Regions from separate parts of the Sus scrofa genome. Here regions 2 and 3 are each linked to region 1. Evidence: chromatin contacts called from public HiChIP or PLAC-seq data. All regions are on one chromosome and are shown on one strand. Each heading gives the region's core, a stretch centred on a gene start, on an enhancer-like site or on the middle of the called end of the contact. The rest is flanking DNA. Distances are from core to core; before and after follow the strand shown.

Evidence for each region. HiChIP or PLAC-seq counts read pairs in DNA pulled down with a chosen protein or histone mark.
Region 2: an H3K27ac HiChIP or PLAC-seq map of skeletal muscle shows a contact between it and region 1, with 6 times the contacts expected there. The contact joins two enhancer-like sites. A contact is called at or near these places in 2 of 47 Hi-C or Micro-C datasets (embryonic fibroblasts and epiblast stem cells) and 1 of 2 datasets of contacts at active chromatin or transcription factors (skeletal muscle).
Region 3: an H3K27ac HiChIP or PLAC-seq map of skeletal muscle shows a contact between it and region 1, with 2.6 times the contacts expected there. The contact joins two enhancer-like sites. A contact is called at or near these places in 2 of 47 Hi-C or Micro-C datasets (embryonic fibroblasts and epiblast stem cells) and 1 of 2 datasets of contacts at active chromatin or transcription factors (skeletal muscle).

The regions. Positions count from the first base shown.
Region 1 is chr10:11,232,058-11,236,220 of Sscrofa11.1, forward strand. LOC110255736 reads right to left here. Exons shown (of 7, transcript XM_021065090.1): 4 at 1,941-2,042. Among named protein-coding and RNA genes, the nearest start is that of TRNAT-UGU, 79 kb to the right of the region's middle. Within about 2 kb of position 2,699, at least 4 of the 83 cell types and tissues checked have an H3K27ac peak or open chromatin away from gene starts, as enhancers often do. A contact at or near this core is called in skeletal muscle, where this site is marked.
Region 2 is chr10:10,712,860-10,717,593 of Sscrofa11.1, forward strand. The region is part of intron 1 of LOC110255633 (a long non-coding RNA gene); the gene reads left to right. Among named protein-coding and RNA genes, the nearest start is that of DUSP10, 190 kb to the right of the region's middle. Within about 2 kb of position 3,247, at least 24 of the 83 cell types and tissues checked have an H3K27ac peak or open chromatin away from gene starts, as enhancers often do. A contact at or near this core is called in skeletal muscle, where this site is marked.
Region 3 is chr10:10,598,835-10,603,554 of Sscrofa11.1, forward strand. It overlaps LOC110255632 (a long non-coding RNA gene), which reads right to left. Exons shown (of 2, transcript XR_002336202.1): 2 at 302-1,073. Among named protein-coding and RNA genes, the nearest start is that of DUSP10, 300 kb to the right of the region's middle. Within about 2 kb of position 1,712, at least 2 of the 83 cell types and tissues checked have an H3K27ac peak or open chromatin away from gene starts, as enhancers often do. A contact at or near this core is called in skeletal muscle, where this site is marked.

The sequences.
Region 1 (4,163 bases), core at 1,449-3,948:
GTCCTCTGTTCCACACAGATGCCTGCAGGTGGGTGGGGACCCCTGTCGCAGAAGCGAACACAGCAGAAACACTCTTGCCATCAAATGGCAATCAAAGCTCTTACAGCTCCCACGCGTCCCCTCAGAAGCGAGGTTCATTTTAAAAAGAATCCCTCCAGCAACTTCAGGGCCCTCACTATTCTCCTACCTTCCCCAGCTGCCAGCTTTGAGCTTTCTGCTTCTCCGAGACAGTCTCTCACATTGACTTTCCCCTTGAGGAATTTTTGGAGATGATATTAGCAGATGCCCTTTTAAACCCAAAGCCGAACACCAATGGCAGGTTTGGGTTTGTTTAGTAAACGGCTCGCTTCTGTCCTACATTCCTGACAAGTTCCTACTGACTGCTTCGCTTATGCTTAAAGCGATCTTTTAAAAGTCCTACCTGAAATAACTGAAGCAGCTTTATTCTAATGGACATACAATAAACGGCAGGTATTTAAAGTGTACGACTTGATGAGTTTTAACAAAGGGACACACCCAAAAAGCCGTCCCTCCCACCGAAACGAGCTGGGGTTTGGAACCGGCACGTGCACACCCGTGGTGAAGGAATGACTGACCAAGAAGGACCTGCTGCACAGCACAGGGAACTCTACCCAGTGTTCCGCGATGGTCCCCGTGGGGAAAGAACCGGAAAGAGAACGGAGCTGTGTCCATGCAGAACTCCATCCCTTTGCTGCACAGCAGAAATTGTCGCAACACTGTAAGCCAGCTCGACTTCAATACAACTTTAAAAAGTGAAAAAAAGAGAGAAACATAGCCATCACCCTCCAGAGTTTCTTCAAGCTCGTCTCAAACCTATTTAATAGCAAAATCACATAGGTTCTGCCCTAGATCTGACCAGAACCAGCTGCCTGCCCCTGGGTCTCTTTGCAAGTTTTCATACCCTCCCATGTTAAGGAAGGGGTTGGATTAGACCATCTCGCTCGTCCTTTAAGCCCAGGCTCTAGTCTGGAGCCCAGCCTACGAGGGTGGATGGTCACCCATGGGGTCTCTTATTTGTTCTTTCTGCCCAGAAAATTCATCCTCCAGCTAGGACACAGCACGTGACACAACAGTATTTCTAAAACCTTTTGAGCAAAAGTCCATCCACTCCAGTGCGCCTGTAACGGGGCTGCCCAGTGCAGTCATGCACAGCCCCACCCTCAGAAGGGGCACGCACTTGGACTTGCCATCCTGAAATCCCCAATAATTGTATCTTTGAATGTGTGCTTCATAAGTGAGGTCCCTGGGACAATGGAGCAGGGGACGTGGCACTCTTCTCATAGGCAATCCTACCTCCACCATCTCCCCACTTTTCGCCTCTCGGCTGGCTGCTCTCTCTGCCCTGGTTCTTTGGTCCCTTGTGATGCCATCTCAAAGCACTGTATCCACCATCTGGGGTAGAAACCAAGGAACCCTGGAGGGAGAGGCTTGCATTCTGCTGTCATCCTCTGCCCCCAGCAGGAGGAGGACCAGGGGTAAGATGTCCACGCTGTAGAATCTTGGAACAGGGTCACCCTGCACCTGGCTGGCAGCACCACTGCACATTTGAATGGCAACTTGGGGGACGGGCGGGTGAGCTTCAATCCAGGTAGCAAGCAATCCAGGCACAGGTGGGGCCGCTGGCATTAGAGGAGGGGAAACTGCCTCTGCCACCCCACCTGCCTCCACATTTTCATTTTGCGCCAGGGCCCACAGAGTATCTCTAAGACTGTATTTTATGACTATAAATGGCCTCGTGCCGTCTAGGAACCAACAGGACTGTGTCTCATCTATGCTAATACAGGAAATGACATTTCCGAAGCCACAGGTAATGACTATTTGACGATCCTCAGCCCCTGGTCAGCAGGTCACCCAGGGGCCACCAGAGACAGATGGCGAATCTCCACCTGGTTCAAGGAACAGTACAAGATGGTACTAACCGAGCTGGGGATGGAGCTGCAGTCAAGGCCAGGCTGTTGTGTTGCCGAAATCTCAGCCGCCTCTGCACACGGATGACGCCAAATAGAAACCCAGAGGCAGAGCTGGAAGAAACAGAAAAAGTAGCTTTAATTGCCAGGCAAAGAGGGGACACAGCGGGCTAGTGCCTCGAAGACTGTGTCCTTCTTTTAGAGGGGCTAGTGAGGAGTCTTAGTGTTGAAGGAGCCGGGGTGTTAGGAGATGTGCAACAAGAGATGCAGCTTTGCTACAGCAGCTATCACATCTTCCCCACTGGTGGGTGGCGAGGTCCCTGGGGCTCCGCATCATCAGCCTTCTGGGGCCGACGTGCTGCGGGCAGCACCTGCTGACTTCTTCCACCTGCCGGGGCTTCGGCACCTGTCAAACGGCTTCAAGGACATTGCTCAGAATATTATCTATAGTCTTTGAAGAACTGAAGGTGCTCGACGGTGTTGAAGGGCTAAGCTCTTATTGCCCTGTCTTGCTTGGCTGTTTTCCTTTTTCTCTGTACTTCTCACTTCTCTGATTAAACTCATTTTTGATTAGCGGTTTTCTATGTATAAAAAGGCAGGTGGAGCCATGAGTGGGGTCCCCCCCGGGAGGCTCGCAGGGTCCGGCTTGGGTAGGGTGGCACCGGGAGAAGCATCTAAGTAGATGACAAGCCTTCCTGCTCCGAGTCAGGGCCCTGCCTGCCCTCCTCCAGAAGCCTGTCCCACCACCGCGCCGCTGCTTGAGATGGCTTTGATGGAAGGCAGCACCTGTCCTCCTTTGCTGCGGCTGCCGCGGCAAAGACCCACAGACTGGGCGGCTTAGAGCAGCAGGATTTTCCTGCCTCATGGTTCTGGAGGCTGAAGTCTGAGATCAGCACGTCAGCAGGGCTGGTCCCTTCTGCTGTGACGGAAAATCCCAGCCTATCGCAGGCCTGGTCCAGCCTCTGCCGGTTTGCAGGCAGCCTCTGGCCGTCCTTGGCTTGAAGGGGCATCGGCCTGACCTCTGGCTTCGCCTTCACATTGCATCCCCCCTCCGTGTGCATCCGTGGGTGCAATTCCCCTTTACAAGGACAAAGGCCCTGTTAAACGAGGGCCGCCCCACTCCGGTATTATGACACCAACATAACTAAGTATGTCTGCAACAAACCTATTTCCAAATAAGGTCACATTCTGAGGTATTAGTGGTTAGGATTCCAACGTGAATTTCAGGGGGAACACAATCCAACCCATAATAGCCCGTGAGTCAACCGTCAGAGACCACGCTTCAACAGTGACTCCTGGGGGAGGAAGAGCATTGGCCAGCTCAAAACCCACACCAAGGGCGAGCGAGGTTTTTTCTGTTTGTTTTGTTTTGCTTTGTTTGTCTTTTGAGGGCCGCACTCGCTGTATATGGAGGTTCCCAGGCTAGGGGTCGAATCAGAGCTGTAGACGCCGGCCTATACCACAGCCACAGCAACTCGGGATCCAAGCCTTGTCTGCGACCTACACCACAGCTCATGGCAACACCAGATCCTTAACCCACTGAGCGAGGCCAGGGATCGAACCCGCGTCCTCATGGATGCCAGTCAGGTTCATTACAGCTGAGCCAGGCCGGGAACTCCAAGTTTTGACTAGAGAGAGAAAAGTCGCCTGCAGGTCTGTTGGTTCTCAAAGGCAGTCGGGGGTCAGGACAGAGGATTAGAGGGAGCGAGAAGAAGCAAGAGAATGAGGAGTCATCACACGGTAAGGGGGTAAAAGGCCACAGAGAAGAAGGAGACCAAGGACAGGTTTTGTGGGCTCCACGAAGGCCTGAGTGCACTTTTGAAGCTCGAGGAAAGCTGCCTTTTGAAAAAGGTGGCCTGTCTCCAGTCTGTAACTTCATTCTCATTTTCCCAATTTGAAAACTTAGACACACACACACACACACACACACACCATCAGAGAGCTCGTCTCTAACAAGCTTCCCGCAAAGGGAGTTCTTCCAGGAAGAAATCTTCATCTCCCGCTCAGTGTCCAGGCCTGAATCAACACTTCCTCGCTGTGTTAAGCAAAATCCTGCGGCATCTGCAGGCCTGGACATCAGAAGCCAGTTACAAAAGAAGAAAAGAAGTTGCAATTGCTGCAGCTTCCTGAAAAGCAGCAATTAATTCAACGCTTCTTCAAATGTGTGCGAGTGTCCTAGAATGTACGTACGAAATGGCAGGTGGGTATTTAAAATCCAATTTGGAACCGCTGCCT
Region 2 (4,734 bases), core at 1,997-4,496, 520 kb before region 1:
TACAAACTTGGTGTTCTCAGAGGGGAAGGGTGGCGAAGGAGGGAGGGATGAGGGGTTTGGGATTGGCAAATGCACGCGATTGAACATGGAGTGGAGGTCAGCAGGGACCTGTGGAACAGCAAGGGGAACTCTAGGCGATGCTGTGCGGTAATCTACATGGAATGGATACGTGTATGTGTATGGCTGAGTCCCTTTGCTGTGCAGCAGAAATTAACACAACCTTGTAAATCAACTGTACGTCAATGAAATGCAATTTAAAAGAACTATTATAACACGATTTCGATTTGCCCTTTGTAGCTCAATCTCTTGCTGCTTTTGCTCCATGCACACATGCTCCTGCCACACTATCCTATGCTTCTTGCCCACATATGCAAGTCCATGTTGTCCCTATTTCCGTGGTGTTCTTCATTTTTTTCCCTAAAATGCCTTCCCTCACCTCATGGTCAACAAGAGCTAGTTATGCTCCAAGGCCAAGTAGAAATACTCCCTAGTGTGCGTGATAGTAAGAATCCACTCCTGAGCTGCTGGAGCCACGTTCCTATCACTATAAATCCATAATGTCATCCTTTTGGCGAGTCGAGGGATGTGTTTGCTCGCTGAGACCCAGATCTGCCTGCACACCAGACATGTCTATTCCTTTACCTGCCCATTATTAAAGGCTGGCTAACATGCAAGAAGCAGTAATTGAATGAATTCATGAATGACCTCCTTAAATGGAAAACAGCAAGATGAATGCAAAAAGTTTATAGTTAGCATATTAGCCAAAGTGCAGCAAATAAGTGAAACTAAATTTCTTGACCCTGTACAGACTTTACAGGGGCCCTTCCTGCTTTTTATTTTCACAATTTTACAAAGCAGCATGGCCCTGCTTGGTTCCTTTTCAAATCAGAGTAAGTGGCCCAGATTTGACGTCCTCAAAAAATGCAAATTTCTCTCCACCAATCTTTCTTGCCCAATGGGAAAAAAAAATTCATTTAGTCTTTTGACATGGCTGTAACATATACTCTGGGGGTTTTAAGAATGCTTTTCAGAGGAAACAGAGATGGATCCTCTCCATGTCATTCTAGCCAAGGTTCACCTAAGCATTTAGAGGTTTCCCTTCCAGTTTTGTGCTGCTCTTATTTCTTCCTCTATGTTCATTCATCACCAAGAGCTATGCTTGGAGAGAAAGGGGTTTTAGTTGCAGAACTTGCTTCCTGTTAATTCTTCCATCCCAGAACATTTTGGAAACAGATGTAATGACTTAAGTGTAATAATAAGAGTAAAATAATTATATCCAGACAACTGAAGCCAAGTGAAAATAATTTTACAAAGCAAATTTCTATTCTCCCTTTTATAGAACGGGTATAAAAATCCTTGCCTCTCTGTTTGCATCCATTAGTTTAAGTGATATTGGCCAGATGATTTACATGGTGATTTTAGGTAAATCTCCTCCACTGTAATATGACTCAGTAGTTCACATATTTGAATAACAATGCTCTCTAAACATAGCAACTGAATAATAAAAGAGTATTATGTGACCCAAACACAGAAATCTGTTTTATATACCACAAATATCGGCAGCATTAAAGATTTCCACTTTATTCTATAGGTCTGGAAGTGTATTTCAGAAGTAAATTGCACAGTTCCATTCACTGTATTCACTGGTATAGTCATTATTTGAGTGAATTGTTTCTTTTTTTTTCTTTTTCTTAGGGCCGCACTCAAGGCATTTGGAAGTTTCTGGCTAGAGATTAAATCAGAGATGCAGTTGCCAGCCTACACCACAGCCACAGCAACACTGGAGCAGAGCCACACCTATGACCCACGCTTCAATGTGCAGCAACACCAGATCTTTAACCCAGGGAGCAAGGCCAGGGATCGAACCTGCATCCTCATGGATACTAGTCAGGTTCTTAACCCACTGAGCCACAACAGGAACTCCAGAGTGGACTGTTATTTTATCCTCAGCATGAAGTTCACAGTAGGCAGTAAATAAACATTGGTCATATTAGTAACAAATGGCATAGGTAATTGTGTTATTAAACACAAAAGTTGGAAGGAAACAGAGCTGTAATCAATATATCTAAAAATATTTGAGGGTCTAGAAATGACAGACCACCAGCATTGGTGAGGGCTGAGGGCTTGTTTTGCTCCTGTTCCAAATACCTTTATGTGTCTAGTCACTTGAGAAACTAATTTGAATGTCCCAAAGATATCAAAAATAATAAAACCAAGCAAAAATGAACAGCAATGACAGAAAAGGAAGTTTTGGATTCAGCACTGTGCTTTGATATACAGTATGTTTATCTCCGTTCCCTCCCAACACCCCACTGAAGCGGCTATATTAAGATAGCACAGTTCTTTCCCATAAAGTACCTCTCCTGGACTAGCTGACTGTTTTACTCTCATGGATGTGTAATTTCACTAAAGCAGAGACAAGGACATCTAGGGCTCTCAGAAACATCCGTGTTTTGTCCAGCAAGAGTGAAGAGGGAGGATTTCTGATGGTAATTATCTTCTGTGTAACAGACTAACTAAGTACCTAAAGAGATAGCCATGAACCTGCTCAATCAGGGGACAGCAAGAGCAGTACTTCCTCCCGAGCATGGACTCGTGGGCATCATGTATGCCTTCCCAACCCCACTAGAGTTACCAGATCAGGTAACTAGGTAGTTATCGCTCTCAATTCTGGGCAGAAAGAAATAAAATCTCATTTTTACACTTCAAAAGAGAGATATTTTTCAACCATCTCAGAGCCAAGGGTTGAAATTGAAATGCTGCTAAGGCAGAAACTGAACCATCACGCCCCACTCCAGAATAGGAAGCCAGCTGAGAAGAGAATTTGTCTATTTTTACAAAAGAAAGATTTCTGGGAGCATAAACCTGTTTGCACACTAAGAACATTGAATTTTACAAACACCAGACGAGGTTTTGGAAGAGGACAAGTCTTTTTTTTTTTTTTTTTTTTTTTTTCACCATTTTCCAAATCATTGGCCACTGAACTGCCTTAATTTGTTCTCCCAGACATCAGAAGATAAACACAAGGAGAGAATGATTACTCCTACTTAGATGAGGGACTGAAAATTATTCCTTTGGCTCTGAGACTTCATTTTATATGTGCACATTTATACCCACTTGCAGCAACATCTAGAAAATTGCTTTAGTTTTAAAAACAATCTGGCAGTCAAGTGGTGCCTCACCCCAGCAAGACTGCTCGTGTGAAGACAGACACCTGGTGGTGAATGTGTAGAACTGCAGGCCAGGACAGAATTCTTTGAGGACGGCTCCCCCTCCACCTCCCACCCCCATTTCCCCTCCTCTTTCTGGGTACAGACTGCTGTTGACCGTGGACATACTGCAGCTGTAGGAAAGTGAGTCTCAAGTTCAAGTCAAGAGATTTCCAGAACAGTTACATCAGCTCCATGAAAGCTCCGGGTCACAAGTTCTCTAAATTATTTAGAAAGCTGAGCAACGGAGCATGCTAACCATTTTTAAAAGCTACTAAAATCGCTCAACCAAGAAGCTGAACAGGAGCCTCAGTGTTTGAGAGTAAAGTTTAATCTCCACCTAAAAAGTTCTGGACTTCCTCTGTCAGGATAATGAGCTTCTGTTTTCTTTGGGGGAATAAAAACGAAGTGTCGATTCCTTTGGCACCACAAAAAAACACACACAAAAAAACAAGCATGTCGAGCTTCTAAATATGGCCCTGCCCCTGAGCTGATCCTGCCTCCATCCAAGTGTTTTTCTCCAAATCGAATCCCCCCAAGAGAAAAACACGTAACTGAAAGACACGGAAAGCCAATCCCTCTTTCTGGTTGCTCCTAGCTCCTAGTTTTGTTCTCTTTAATTTTTAAGTCTGGAGATAAGCTTCTAGAAGCCTACTGAGAGTAGTCCCTGAATTTCCTCGGCATGTACTTGATTTCAGACAGAGGATGGGATCAAATCATGGGCCCTCATTGTCATCTTTGTAGGAGGAAGGGAGGAGGAAAGACGCAGTGCGTCTTCAGGTTGGACCAGGGAGTCTGTTACGTGACACAGGGAAGGGCTGGGGGGGTCTCTGATTTCTCCTGCATCTGCTGATTTCTCAGCTGACTTCCTCAGAGAAAATCCCAGGCACTGCTGCTCCTGAAATGACAAGCTGTGTGGTCAGGATGGCCTTGGTCCAACTTTATCAGGCTTTTGCTGTGTGCCAGGCAGTTTCAAGTCGCATCACACGTGTTTCAGGGGGGCCCTCATGGACACACAGCATCCCGCCCTGGGTCCACCATCCTGTTTCTAAATCACACACACGTACCCGTACACGCCGTAACTCGGAAATAAAGGCCTTCTCTGATAGTCAGAGGCCGACTGCTCCATTTTCCCTTTTTTGGCCGCCCCAGGCCAGGTATCGGAGCTGAGCTGCAGCTGCCACCTCCACCACCACCGCTGCAGCCACACCAGCTCCTAGCCCACTGTGCGGGGCTGGGGATCGAACCTGCATCTCAGTGCTCCTAAGACACCACCGATCCTTTTGCCCCATGGCAGGAGTTCCATTTTTTATTTACTACCACAAAGAAGATGGGAAAAGGTGTCATAAATCCTCCTGTGTTACAAGAGAAGACGCATCACTCCGGGGGAATGAAGCTCTGTGGGCGATGTCCCCACCTCCCACCCTCAGGCACGGTAGCAAGGACTTTCGAAAAGAGTAGGAGAGGCCTGAGGAAGAGGTTTCCTGAAGCCACAACGAGAAACATTGAAATTTCAGATAGCAAT
Region 3 (4,720 bases), core at 462-2,961, 630 kb before region 1:
CAGGTTGCTTGACTGGAATGATCTTTTCAAGAATTCACTATATGGAGTTCCCATCGTGGCGCAGTGGTTAGTGAATCCGACTAGGAACCATGAGGTTGCAGGTTCGATCCCTGGCCTTGCTCAGTGGGTTAAGGATCCGGTGTTGCTGTGAGCTGTGCTGTAGGTTGCAGATGCGGCTCGGATCCCGCGTTGCTGTGGGTCTGGTGTAGGCCGGCGGCTATAGCTCCGATGAGACCCCTAGCCTGGGAACCTCCATGTGCTTTGGGAAGCGCCCCCCCCCCCAAAAAAAATGAATTCACTATAGGACCCTTATGGTTTTTTATTTATCTATGTCTGAATATTAAAAGGGAAACGTATGCATGTTTGTTACTTTCTTCCTGTAACATGACCTCTGGGATGGCCACTTTGGGCTCACATGTGAAATATATGAATCAGCAGAGGACCCGCTCATTCAAAGACTTTCCAAAACCCACCCACGACTTCCTTTTTCTGTCGAGAACTGGGTCATCACCCAACGATTCAACCAGCCAGCACACCTTCCCCCTCTTAAAACAGTATTTCTGCAGGTTAGCGTCTCCCGGAGTGAACCAGTTGCCCCACAGCCAAGTTCTATTGCCGATCATCGTCTTACTTTCGCTGGGACTATTTTAGGGGTTGCTTAAACCCACAGTGTGGGTTCTAGAGCCTAGGGCAGAACTGACGTCTCGTCAGGAGTTGGCTGCCGGGTATCACTTTACCCAGCAATAATCCATCTCCCAAGCTGCTGCCTGCCTCTGGGGTGGATCCACTCCAACTCAAATAAAGGGAGTCAGCAGGCTGGCCTGAATCCCTAACGTAGTGTGCTTGCTGGTGACTAAGACATCTCCATGTATCACAGGGGATCCAGAGGTCCTGGGAGGTCAAGTGTTTCACAGGTCTGCCTGCCGTGCAGGCAAGAAAACTTCGGAGCTGATGGTCTCTGCCTCCAAGTCTTCCATGTGGCGTTTGCTGTCTCCAAGTCTTGGGTTCCGTTCATCGAATTTTGAGCAAGCTGTTTAGTGGAACTGCCTTTGCTGTGGCTGGGGACTGGGCAGCTGAGCAGCGAGTGGCCAAAGGGAAAGGCAAGAGGTCAGAATAATGACGGTAAAGAATCACAAAAAGAAACCCCACTCAGTGGGATAATTAGGTCTCTGAATTGTGTCTAAATGAGTTATAAATTATGCTAAAAGGATAAAATTGAAGGAGACACAAATGAGTCCTCATACCCAATTTGCTGTAGTGAATCTATTGCTTATCAAGTAGAAGAAGCCTTTAAGACAGAAGCAGAAGGTGTAAGTCAAGATTCAGTGCAGGAGTTCCCGTCGTGGCGCAGTGGATAACGAATCCGACTAGGAACCATGAGGTTGCGGGTTCCATCCCTGACCTTGCTCAGTGGGTTAAGGATCTGGCGTTGCTGTGAGCTGTGGTGTAGGTCGCAGACTCAGCTCGGATTCTGCATTGCTGTGGCTCTGGCGTAGGCCGGTGCCTACAGCTCTGATGAGACCCCTAGCCTGGGAACCTCCATGTGCCGCAGGAGCAGCCCCAGAAATGGCAAAAAGACCAAAAAAAAAAAAAAAGATTAAGTGCAGCTTCAATCAAACATGCCTCAGATGCTCCGGCTTGCCCGTCTCTACCTCAGTCGTCACCTTCTAAACTGCATCCCAGGTACACTGCAACCCACCCCCCACACCACCAACCGCAACCACAGAGACCTGTCTGGCCTGGGAATTCCACTCAGTTCAGGCCTGACTTCCGTCAATTATCCCAGATGCTAAACTAATTGGCTGGATGCACAGATGAAAGAATCTAAGTCTAGAGAGGCAGGAAAAGTACCCTCCTGTGACCAAAGCCATTAAACCTCAATTAGGACATAGACAGAGAAGGCGAGGATGAGTCGGGGGTAATTACCAGGCCTGGTCTGGCAGCTCAGTTCCTGCAGCCCAGGCCAGAGCAGAGGATTTGGAAATCCGACCCCAGACAGCTGCAGACGGTGTGGGCTGATCAGCTGATGGCATCCTGCCAGCCTCTCCTCCCTGCCACCGGCAGGGCAGCTCCTTCGCTGTGTGCCCCTTACAGCTTCTCATTGCTTACTGAGCTGACTCCACCCATTTCAGAGACAGTCAAGCACACAGAGAGCCACCCAGCAGCAAAGAGCTACAGAGCCCAGCCTGGGAGACCACCACTGACTGGGGCGGGGATGCTGCTCCTTGTTGGCATCAGAAGCATCTCTAGAAAACCCCTTCTTCATGCTTCAGGTGAATGGGAATCTAACCAAAGGCCGCATTGCCCTCAGCCTAGGTCCTTGGAAACATTTGATGACCAGCCGGTCCAGGCTATTGGTTAAAGGCTTTCTTGAGCTTGGAGGGATCCCTGCCTTCCACACTGAAAGCACATGAAAGACCAGAAGGGAAAGACCTTTCATGGTCTTATGAGCTTCCTGCTGTGACCCCCAGATTCACATACTGAGGTCCCAACCCCCAGCGCACGAGAATGTAACTGTATTTGGAGGTAAGATTGGAAGAGGTGAGTTAGAATGAGGCCATTAAGGTGGGGTCCTGATCCAATGTGACAGATGTCCTTATGAGAAGAAGGACTGGGACACAGACTGAGAAGTCCTAGTGATGCCCAAGGACAGAGGGGGGGGGGCACGTGAAAGTCATCCAGAGACAGACCATCTTCCAGCCAAGGAGAGAGGCTCAGGTGAAACCAAACCTGCTAGCACATCGATCTTAAGTTTCCTCTCGTTCCTTCTCGTCTAAACCACCAGCCTCTGTATTTTGTTAGGGCCCCCAGACTAACACACACGGGTTCATGAATTCATTCAACAGCTATCTGCTGAACATTTACTCTGTGGCAGACATTGTGTAGTTGCTGGCAATACAGAGCTGAAAGTGATGAATTGGGTCCCAGCTGTCACAGAGCTTGTGTTTCTATGAGGGGAGTGACTAGAAAGGTAAGTGAATGAACAAGTTAATTTTAAAGAGATGTAAGTGTGACGAAAGAGCCAGAGCAGGAGCACGGAACAGGGTGGGGGGGGGCTTTAAATAGGGCACTCAGGAGTGCCCGTCGTGGCGCAGCAGAAACGAATCTGACTAGGAACCATGAGGTTGTGGGTTCGATCTCTGGCCTCACTCAGTGGGTTGAGGATCCGGTGTTGCTGTGAGCTGTGGTGTAAGTTGCAGACACGGTTCGGATCCCGCGTTGCTGTAGCCCTGGCGTAGGCCCCTAGCCTAGGAACCTCCATATGCCGCAGGAGCAGCCCTAAAAGGACAAAAAAAAAAAAAAAAAAAAAAAAAAAAAAGCGCACTCAGACAGCCTTTCCGAGGGTAACAGTGGAGCCAGGCCCTGAAGACAAGAAGCTATTAGAGAGGGACTGGCATGAATGGGGAGCTTGGGGTTAATAGATACAAACTATTGCCTTTGGAATGGAATAGCAGTGAGATCCTGCTGTGTAGCACTGGGAACTATGTCTTGTCACTTATGATGGAGCATGACAATGGGAGAAAAAAGAATGTGTGCATGTATGTGTAACTGGGTCACCATGCTGTACAGTAGAAAAAGAATTGTATTGGGGAAATAACTATTAAAAAAATAATAATAAAAGAAGCTATTGGAAGACATTCAGAAATCTGGGAGAGAGAGTGTGCACAAGTCCTGGTGCAGAAACAAACTGAGGTCTTTGAGGAACAGAAAGAGTGAGAGAAAAGTGGTTTGAGGTGATTTATGTCAATGGAAGAGGGGCTAGAATGTTGCGAGGCGGCCTTCTGTACACAGCCCTGTTCTCGCCAGGCTGGCGAGGATGGTTGAAGGCCCCAGGCTGAAGGAGACACATGTGCAGGTGCAAGACGCCGAGCAGAAATCTGAGCATTGAATCCAAGCCCCAGGGGCCTGGTTAGCCCAGAACCGTGGTTCTCGACCTGATCAGAATCAATGCTTATTTTTATAGCAAATGCTTCACAAGACCCTGTCTGTTTTCCTGAAATCATCATAAATGATATAAACTATCGAAATGGAAGTAGGAAGACAGCAAGAATGAAGCAGCCTCATCTCTTCTCTTGGTTACAGTTGCCTTTTCCTGTCCACACTGGTCAAATCGTTATTCTTCTGAAAATAATCAAACCTTAGTGACGTAAACACGTACAATCACGAGGAACCCCATTAACCAAATATCTGGATAAAAGATGAGCTCAGAGAAGCAGAGAGCACAGTGGTGGTTACCAGCCGGAGGGTGGAGGAAACAGGGGGGTGCTCATCAAGGGCACAGATGCCCAGTTATGAAATAACAAATGCTGGGGCTCTGATTGCGCCATGATGGTTGTAGTGATGCTGCATCATGACTCCAGGAGTCGCTAAGAGAGTGAATCTTACATGTGCTCACCACAAAAAAAGAAATAGTAGTTATGTGACCGGATGGAGGTGTTAGCGAACACACGTGGCAGTCGTTTAGCAAGGCGTCTAAACCAGCGCTTGCGTACCTTACACGATGCTCTGTGGCGATGATATCCTCAGAGAGCCGGGAAAGTAATAATTGATCAATCAAAACTTAAAAAATAAACACATACTGGGAGTTCCCATCATGGCTCAGAGGTAACGAACCTGACTAGTACCATGAGAATGTGGGTTTGGTCCCTGTCCTCGCTCAGTGGGTTAAGGATCAGGCATTGCCGTGAGCTGTGGCGTAGGTCACAGATGCAGCTTGGAT